3 separate regions of the Gossypium hirsutum genome follow, and all the other regions are linked to region 2. A link is a contact called in public Hi-C data. All regions are on one chromosome and are shown on one strand. Each heading gives the region's core, a stretch centred on a gene start, on an enhancer-like site or on the middle of the called end of the contact. The rest is flanking DNA. Distances are from core to core; before and after follow the strand shown. Region 1 holds the start of LOC107948426 (DNA polymerase delta small subunit). Region 2 has its middle 52 kb from the start of LOC107949284. Region 3 holds the start of LOC107898485 (enoyl-[acyl-carrier-protein] reductase [NADH], chloroplastic).

Region 1 (3,271 bases), core at 347-2,846, 250 kb after region 2:
TCCAAGAGGATTGATTATTTGATTCAAAGGCAATATTGAGGGCAGTACCTTGGGTGGCTAGAGATCCATGAGCAGTGGAAGTACCAAGTATCTTATGGAGAGTCTCAAGTTGGGTATTGGTTAGGCGAACATCGAGAACATCATCTGCAGCAGTGGAGGATAATAGGGCAGTTTTATTATCATTCTGTTTTTTTTCAGGATAGCCATGGAATTTGAAGCACTTTTCCTTTGTATGACCAACACGGTTGCAGTGGTTACACCATGGTCTGGTTGATCCAGAATCATTTCCAGCACGTGGTTTTTGTGGCTGTGGACCTCTGGAGATGAGGGCAGAGGTCTCAGTAGACCGATTGCCAATAGTTGTCACATGTTTAAGTTCCTTTGAGTATCCCATCATGACAAGACGACTCTTTTCTTCTCTTCTAACTTCTGCAAATGCTTCACCGATGGTTGGTAGAGGTGATCTGCCCAGAATTTGGCCACGAACCTCATCTAACTCACGGTTCAATCCTGCTAGAAACTCATAAAGACGTTCATTGTTGAGGTGAGTCATAAACTTGGTGTGTTCCAAGCCTTCACCCCAATCTGCCTCATAGTATATATCCAATTCCTGCCACAAAATTTTTAGATTGTTGTAGTAGTGAGTTACTTTGAGTGTCCCTTGTCGGATATCCTTTAACTTAAGCTTGATCTGAAATACTTGGGAGGCGTTTCCAAGATCCGAGTAGTTTTCTTTAACTGCATCCCACATGTCTTTTGCAGTTTTGAAAAAGAGATAGGTGCGGCTTATATGGCCTTCCATCGAATTAATTAGCCAAGCCATTACAATCGAGTTGTTGAGTTCCCAAGTGGCATAAGTCGAGTTAGCTATGGTTGGTCGTGGAATTTCTCCATTGATGTATCCTAATTTGCCACGACCACGAATCACCATAAGGACCGATTGAGACCATTCAAGAATTTCTTCCTATCTAGTCGATGATTGGTGATTATAAGGGAGGAATTAAGTTCACCTTGAGTGATTCCCTGATTGACATTCTGAGTTATTTGTGAAGTCTCAGTTTTAGATAGAGTTTCATTGAAGTCACCCATGAGAGGAGGACTAAACCGGATGAATTTTTAGGAAGGGATATTAGAGACGAATGAGCAGGATCGAATGAATCCTAAAGCTCTTGATACCATGAAGAAACTTAGAAAAAGATTATTTTCATTCTGCTAATTAGTTTACACCAAAAAAGAGAGGAATTCACACAAACAAGGAAAACAATCCCTAAAAAACAGTAACTTCCTAAGAATCAGTGACTGAAATTAGTTTCTATTTACAAGGGAACTCCTAGTAATAAGGTAAGTTTTTTGTCCTTAATCTTAGGAATTCCAACATATTTTTTAAAAAATAATATTTTTAATGCTATATAACTCATCAACTAACTCATTTGAGATATTAAAAATTTAAAATAAGGAAAAAAAAGTAATTGATATCAAGTTTAATTACTAAATGTTGTATTAATCTTTTCAATAATAAAATAGTAGAAAGAGATTTGCAAAATAGAAAACAGGAAAAAAAAAACATGATAAATGCTCATATAATTAAGCAAGACTGGAGACGCGGGGTATCGAACCCCGTACTTCTCGCATGCAAAGCGAGCGCTCTACTGTTTGAGCTACATCCCCGAATGGCTTGATTGAGGCTTAAAATAAATACATCGTAAAGTGAATTGGATGTATAAAATCTCTCCACTCAGAAGAATTGCCGTAGAGAAATTTCAGTCTCCAATCCAAGTTTCCCGCCATGGAAGTCGACTCGCAAGAACAACTGCAGAGAAAACAATCCACTTACCTCTCTTTAGTAACTCCAACCTCATTTTCTTCCCTTTCACAATATCCTAAAATCTCTTCTGATTTTGTGAAACTATAATCCCCTTTTTCTTTGTGTCTTAGGATGAGAATTTCGAGATTCAGAAGGAAGTTTACAGAGGCCAGCAGTACAGTCAAATTTACTTTGCTCGTCTTCACATGATGAGAACTTTGCTTTACTCCCTTGTGCCCAACTGGAAATCCCATCTCCCCGGTAACCTCTCTTAAAAAAAAAAGGAATATTTCGGGAGATTTCCAAAATTGTTTATTCTTTTAATTTATTAACTATGGTACTCTTTTTCCCTCTTCTTATTATGGGTTTTGGGTTTTGAAGCAAGCAGCAGCTTTGGCTAGTCATTTTTGGCTGCTTTGTTACCTGCATTTGGACTTAAGGAATTTTTGTAATTTGCAGTGTCTGGGGCTCTTAGGGTTCGCAGTGAATATAAAAAAAGTCTTTGGTATTAGCTTTTGATTGGTGTGTCCTTACCCTGTGATTATTTGGATTCCATTCTAGAGGTTTTGACTGATTAGCATGGAAGGTTATGTTTGAAATACTTGCATTGTGGCTAAGAATTACTATTGGTACTCATACTCGTTGGGGACTAGTCTGACCTATGTTGCTCGGAATTTTCGTTCTTCTTGGAGTACCCTTGTCCGACACTCGTTTCTGACACACATGAGAATTTGATCTCCAAGGATTCTCCAAAAAGATGGAAAAACTTAGAAAATCTTGCAATGCACGTAGGATACACTTGAGTCCAAGTAACATAGACTCTGATAAGTATTTCTCATTCAAAAGCTTTCTTCAAGGTGACAGGTTCTATTTTGAAAAAAAAAATGCACTAGATACTGTTGCTCATATTTCTGATGAGTTTGTTGTTGGTATTATTTGTGCATCTGAAATTTTGTTGCCTCTGTAGTGTACTTTTTCACATTAGAAATTTGAAGTACCAGAACTTTCCAGTCCTCTCATTGGTTGTGGCTAAAGATAATGGGGATTCAAATAAATTTGTAGTTTGATCGAGTTTTTAGTTTCCATGGAATAATTTAAAAATTTTCCTTCTCTCTTTTTGTAGTTTGTACAGTTTTAGAGCTCGAAGAAGGCAAAGAATGCATCATTGTTGGTACTCTTTATAAGCATATGAAACTCAAACCTTGCATTCTTGATGAATACTCTAAGGAGGTAATATGGTTGTTAATGGATGTATATTATTGATTAGTTTATTTCATTTTGTATATTGAACTCTATGTTGGAAATTCAGTGTTGTTTGACTTTGAACGTTCTGTGTATAATCTTTTTATAATTTACAGAGATCTGTTGCCCCTCTTATAAAACCTCATAATTTTATGCATCAAGATGACTACTTGGTTTTGGAAGATGAAAGCGGACGAGTGAAGCTTGGCGGTACTAAGCTTTCAC
Region 2 (3,512 bases), core at 144-2,643:
TTGAGTACACACATTAATAAGTGGTCCCCAATCTTTAACCCAATAATCTCTCCAAAAATCCATATATGAGCCATACCCAAATTCCATATAATACCATCCTGGATATGACTCCGAACGCGACCTATCCCCTTCCATAATCGTGACACATTTCTGGCAGATAAAATAGCAGGTAGGTGACCCTTCCATTTGTATTTAGATCTAAGCACTTGAACTTAAAATTGCTCAAGGTTCTTGATAATATTAAAACCAATCTTCATGAAGAAAGCATTATTGAGGTAGTCGATCTTCTTGAGACCAAGGTCCCCTTGTTTTGTATCTGTGCAAATATCATCCCACTTAACCAGATTATGCCCTTTTTCTCCTTAGTGTTCCCTAATAAAAAATTTAAAAAAAATACAAATATAGAAGTTTAATATTTCATTGAATTCCTTTTTTTTCACACTAAAAATAAACCTCTGCACACACCATAGAATTACACCACAAACTTGAAAAAAAATATTTTCTTTGGTAGGAAAAGTAGGCTAAGGCATATTACATATTGTTGATCCTCATTTAGACTTAACCATGAGTCAGGCTGGGTTTGGGTCTAGTCAATGTCAAATTTTAGGTCCGTTTTCTAGGCTCGGGTTCTTCTCAACTTGAAAAATTGGCCTAAAATTTTTACACGAGTTCAACCCAAACAAAAATTGTTAAACCAGAGCCCAACTCGACCCGCTCATATTAATTCTTTTTTTTATTTTTTATATAAAATATATTTAAAAATATAATACACCAAATACACTAAAATATTAAAATAAATGTTTCCTAACAAATTGAAAATACATTAAAAAAATTCTTTGTACTTAAATAACACTAAGAAAGCTGTAACTTAAATAGAAAATGCCTCTAAAATAGTAGTAAAATTAACAATAAAATAAAATTTATATAATATCTAAACAATAACAACAAAATAGTAGTAATATAATAGCAAATTGGTAGGAAAACAACAACAAAATGGTAGCTAAACAGCAACAAACAACAACAAAAGAAATTTTAAGCAGATTCAGACTGAACGGGGCTCAAGCCAAAAAATCTTACCCAATACTTGACCCGTTTAGAAAACAAGCCTTATTTATTGTCCAAGCCAATTTTTCAAACTTATATTTTTACCCAAATCCTCCCACTTTTCAGACGGACCTTTGAGCTTAGGTGGGTGATCCGGCCTAGCCCATGATGAAGTCTATCCTCACTCTATCAATATCAATATCTTTCCCTATGAAATCCACTACTCACTACTGTTGTTTTAGGTTGTAGAAACTGGTGATGGCCCACTTGGCTTTTTTCAAGTAGACTTGTCATCGTATTAGTTGACTATTCAACTCCTTAAAAATATGCCGAAATGAAATAATTTATTGCCCGCTATGAAGCTTTTGAATTCGTTTTGCCATAGCTCTATCAGTAGTGTTCTATAAGAGACCATTACAAATCCACACTACCGAGAAGCGATCACTTTAGACAACTACTTGATGAAATTTTTTATTCCCAAACATCTTGAGACGATCGTAAATCACCCAAAGTTCCACTTACTCCATGCTGCAACTACCAATACCATGACTCTAGTTGAAGAGCCATCTCCCATCATCTTCCCTAGCAAGACCTACTAAAGGGGTCAAACCAATGCTAACTTTTACTGCCTCATCTGTATTCAATTTGACCCAACCAGATTCTTGGTTGATGCTTTAATTATTCCAATGGCATCATCGGACGTTTACATCCTACTCAAAGAAGAAAATAAGTCTACAAAATATTTTACTTTTTAGCAGAAAAAAAAAACCTTGAATCTTTTGAAATATTTAAAGGAAAAAAAAAAAGAGAAATGTTTTTAGCAAGGGAAAAAATAATGTGAAATATGCAGTGCTTAATATTTCTTAAAAATTTGGATTTATATTTCTTAAAAACCATTTTTAGGGAATTTCGAAAAGAAAAAAAATTATGGATTCTAGATTTAAATGTAGAAAATTTATACTTTTTTTTCAAAAATAAATTGTTTTTAGTTTTTACTACACATAAAATATTTTGTTGGGTTATAGAAATTATACCAAAAAAAGAAGATTATTATTTTCCCCTTCAAATACCTCTACAAACTAATTTAAAAAAATTATCATCTACTTTTTTTTTAATAAAACTTAATATTTTAATTCTAAAATATGAGATAAATGTAGTTTGAAGTAATTTAATTTTTATTTTAATTAAAGTATGAGATAAATGTAATTTTTCAAACGCATAGTCACCTTATAAGGTTGATGGATAAATTTTTTTGTCTATCATAAAGAGCAAACTATATGTTCTTTACAATAATATTTGAGAAATCAATTACAAAAATACTTTATAAGATGTGATCAATGGGAAAACATTTCCATGGGCTCAAAATTTTCTAAATTTATTGACTATAGCTTTCTACATATCATTTATATTTTTTTATTTTACCCTTGTATAAATTAATATAGTTTTAATTTTTTTATTAATGCAAAAAATGTATATATTTAATTTTTTACCCTTTTACTTCTACAAACTAACTTAAAAAATATCATGTATTTTCTATTGATAAAATTTTAAATTTTATTTTTAAAATATAAGATAAATATAATTTTTTAGGTCAATATATTATTTTAATAAAAAATTGTTCCATGCAATTTTATAATTTTTTTGTATTAATGCAAAAATTTTACTACTTTTTCAAAAATTCAAATATCTAAAATTTCCAGCAAATAAATGTATAAATACTGTAACACCCCAGATCCGACCTAGACGTTATGACCAGATTTGGAAATATTACTGTAAATTCAATTGAAAATGTAAGATTCGTTTATTTTGAAAATATGTCGTATGCTCCTACTACCCAAAAATCTGGTTATTCGAAAACATATCTTACTTAGATGTTTTATAGTAAATGTTGTTTGTTTTCATTTTCTAAAACATATAGCTTTGCAGTGGAAATTCTTAGAAAGAAAAAATTTTGGTAAAACACGGTTTGTTATTTCAAAATCCGTTGTTTTGCAAAAAAATAAACATTATTGATAAAACATTTTAAATTCATCATGCGGAAATCGAAAATAAAGTCCAAAATCAAAGCAGTCCAAAATATTCAAGATAGTTCAAAATTTGCAAAACTCTCAAACTCATATTTAAATAAATTAAATTTATAAAATATTGTTATGACCGAGCTCCCGTCGCACCAACCCGCCTAAGTCTGAGGGTTACCTGAAAGTAAACAGACGAACTGAAGTGAGCTTATGAGCTCAGTGTGTAACATAATAGCATATCAACAGATAGTAATCAGGCATATATCAAAAACAGAATTCGTATCAGATCATATTAGATGCAAATTTGCGATTCTACCCCATCCACTACACACCATCTCCGACCATCCTAATACACCATAGAGGGTATTAGAATACCCATCAAGCTCTACAAACCGCTTAGTGTCGGTATGACACTTTTCAGAATATTAACAGCTTAGCTGCCTGATCATT
Region 3 (3,161 bases), core at 2-2,501, 190 kb before region 2:
CATGTTCCAACAAGAATTTCAGCTCCAGCAGCAGCAAGAGATTTTGCTATTGCCCAACCATATCCATTGTCATCAGCAACACCAGCTATAAATGCTCTTTTACCTGCAAACCGACACATCATATTAGATGTTCAAGTGGTTTACGTCCATACTGCACAGACAAATTTCATGTCTTAAGAGCTTTTCAGTCATGTCAAGATTCAAAAAACATGGTTAGCTGATACAACATCATCATGTATTCTAATCTGTATTCAACATTATTGAATTAACGCATAGAAGTTATAAGAGAGGGGGAAATAAGGACAGGTTACCTCTCAAATCAATAGGAAGTCCAGAAAAAGGCTTGTTGTCACTTTGTTCAGACATGGCTCTTGTAACAAACTTTTCAAACTTGACAGGCTTTGAAGTGATCCTATGGAGGAACGGCTGCCTTGACGAGATGTGAGAGGCACTTGCAAGCCCTGACCATGATGCCTCTTTATGCTGAGCGATGATGTTCACCATGGTCGAGACAACAATTTTACGAGAAGAAGAAATACAAGGTTTAATGTTGGTCATGTAAGGGCCAGGAGTTGCTGCGGTTCCCATATTTTCTTCTTTTATCTTACTTGAATCACCCAAAGTCAATACAGTTCTACAAGATCAAGTGGAACAGTTAAATAATCAAGTAAAACACAAGGCATTATGGTTAACAGAAAGGCAACATTTTTAAGTAATATCATTAGCAAGAGTGATAACTTTATAAAATAAGAGACACCAACATCCCCTCTGTGGGAATGTAATAAGATGACAAAAACTTTTTCTTGGTAAATAAATTGTCTCCAACACCCAAATCTCTGGTTGGCTTGGCCATTGTGTGGTGTAATGCTCTGACATGTAATAAATGGTTGGTTATTTTCATCAGATTTCTAAGGGACCAAATTAGAAGCAGAAGATTTCCCTTAATGCTCAAATAAACATGTAAATGGAATGAAGGCATTAGTAAAGTTTGAATAACATTGAGCAAGAAATAACATGGAAAGATCTGAAAACTCACCGAAGCAAAGGAGGAGGAAGATTGGGTTATGAATGTGGGGATTGTACGGAAAGAGCAGTGAGGTGATGAGAATATAAAGAAAAGAGGAGGGAAGTGGGGTTATGTTTTGGGGGTTTCGATGAAACCGAAGTGGTTGATGGAGTTTTGGTTTCCAACAGTTGGGAAGCAACGACGGGAGCTTTGGAAATGTCGACCTCAGTTTGGTTTTGGATCCTTACTCAAATTACTATTATGCCCTTCTTTCTCTTTTTGTTGGCTGTGAATGGATTGGACTCTTGACTCGTTGATTTGACTTGCTGTCAAAAATAGCCTTATGGCCCGAATTATACTTGTTTTTTCAATTTTAGTACTTAAAAATTTTTTTGTCTCACCTTTCTATTTAAATTATTTTTTATTATCCAAATTAATTTAAGGCATAAAAGAAAATAAGATATATACGTGAGACTATTAGAATATGTGACATCATTTTTTTGTATTTTTAATACAATTTATATTCTATTGATTAAAAAATAAAAAAAATCATATAACATATAAAAAATAAAAAATATTTAAAAAATTCTAAAATACTAAAATTTTAAAATTCTAAAATATATAAATATAAATTTTAAAAAATCATAATAATATATAAAAATTGTAAATTTTATAAAATTGAAAAAGTATTTAAATTTTAGAAAATTAAAAAAATTCCATTTTTCAAAAATATATATTCAGGAATAAATTTTATTTCAAATTCTAAAAATTCAAAATGAATAAAAGTAAAAAAGAAAAAGTTTAACTTAAAGAAAAACTTAATGTCTAGAAATTAAAAATTTTAATTTATAATTTAGACGTAGGTCAATATTCGATCAAATATCGATCAATGATGGCCAATGATTGATTAAAGTTAATGTATTAAAATATTTAGTTTTTAAATATTCTTTTTTTCTACTTTTTCATATAAATTTAAATTATTTAATTTTAATAAATTTACTGTCACACACCCAGAGGTGAAGCAAAAAAAAATTAGGGGGACCGAAATGAAATTTTAATTTTTAATAGTTTATATATTTATAATTTTTAAAGGATTAAATAAATTTTCATAATTTTAGGGGGCTAAAGTGTAATTTTACCTTTACTAATTTAAAATTTTTAAAATTTTTTAGAAGGCCAAAACAATAATTTTCCATTTCAGGGGGCCGGGGCCCTTGTCAACCCCCCTGGATTCGCCTCTGCACACTGCACATTCTAATTGGTTGGATTGCCACATGGCATGTGATGCGAGCGCGCCCAACGATTCAGCTAGTTCGAGTAAAGATCATCTGACGCTACCACAAGGCCCTATCACCCGAGCTCGAGCTAAGGCTTTCAAAGATTCTATTTTAGCTCTTGTAGCTCGAATTTGGGATGAAACTCAGCCCAGCCGCAGCGAGGAAGCTTAAATTAACTCTTCCAGTTCACCTCGCAACTTGCTACTAGTTCAGATTCAGCTCATGTCCAGCTCCCCAGCTCGGGTCCAGCTTACGAGTCCAAACCTAGCTCGGATTTAGCTCACGAGCTTACCCCCAGCTCATCACTAGCTCATGCACCTATATCGAGCTCAATAAGTCTATTCGTCCCTAGCTATTAAATAAGATTGATGCATTAAATAAATTTGAACATATTTATTTAAATAATTAATTTGTTTAATTCTGGACATTTTAAATAAGTGTGCCGAATTTAATTAGGTTATTACATGTTATTAATATGTCTTGGTTTAACTAGGATTTAATGTGTCCAAATTACTACAATTATTTATTATGTTAGTCGAATTTATGAGTGTGTTTAATATGTTAATATTTGCTGCCACCTTAATGTGTTTACATTGGTGATTAATGCTTGATTTTAATGTTGCAGGTACATCACTCCTTGGACGGTAAGATGCATGGATGAATTAAGTTGGAATGATGATTTTTGGACTTTCCAAAGCAACCATTCGGCCAAGAGTCACTTTATCCTTCAATTCTCCAAAGTGGCTGAATCTCTTCCCCATGTTAACATCAAAGCATTCACACTAGGAGTTCACACATGCAACCATTCGACTACTTGTGTTCACACCTCAAAGGCTATTCATGCTCCTATGTTCACACCTATTTTGTCTCTTCATGAA

What was found. A called contact is a pair of places that touch in the nucleus more often than the background predicts.
Region 1: a contact with region 2 is called in a Hi-C map of leaf, with 4 times the contacts expected there. The contact joins the promoter of LOC107948426 here to the enhancer-like site in region 2. A contact is called at or near these places in 6 of 34 Hi-C or Micro-C datasets (leaf and petal).
Region 3: a Hi-C map of leaf shows a contact between it and region 2, with 2.3 times the contacts expected there. The contact joins the promoter of LOC107898485 here to the enhancer-like site in region 2. A contact is called at or near these places in 5 of 34 Hi-C or Micro-C datasets (callus and leaf).

The regions. Positions count from the first base shown.
Region 1 is chrA04:28,799,147-28,802,417 of Gossypium_hirsutum_v2.1, forward strand. It overlaps LOC107948426 (DNA polymerase delta small subunit), which reads left to right and starts at 1,597. Exons shown (of 14, transcript XM_016882968.2): 1 at 1,597-1,843; 2 at 1,936-2,065; 3 at 2,928-3,034; 4 at 3,163-3,271. The coding sequence starts at 1,787.
Region 2 is chrA04:28,547,023-28,550,534 of Gossypium_hirsutum_v2.1, forward strand. No RefSeq gene overlaps it. Among protein-coding and RNA genes, the nearest start is that of LOC107949284, 52 kb to the right of the region's middle. Within about 2 kb of position 1,394, at least 2 of the 9 cell types and tissues checked have an H3K27ac peak or open chromatin away from gene starts, as enhancers often do. A contact at or near this core is called in leaf, where this site is marked.
Region 3 is chrA04:28,359,361-28,362,521 of Gossypium_hirsutum_v2.1, forward strand. It overlaps LOC107898485 (enoyl-[acyl-carrier-protein] reductase [NADH], chloroplastic), which reads right to left and starts at 1,252. Exons shown (of 13, transcript XM_016823946.2): 1 at 1,037-1,252; 2 at 312-634; 3 at 1-103. The coding sequence starts at 588.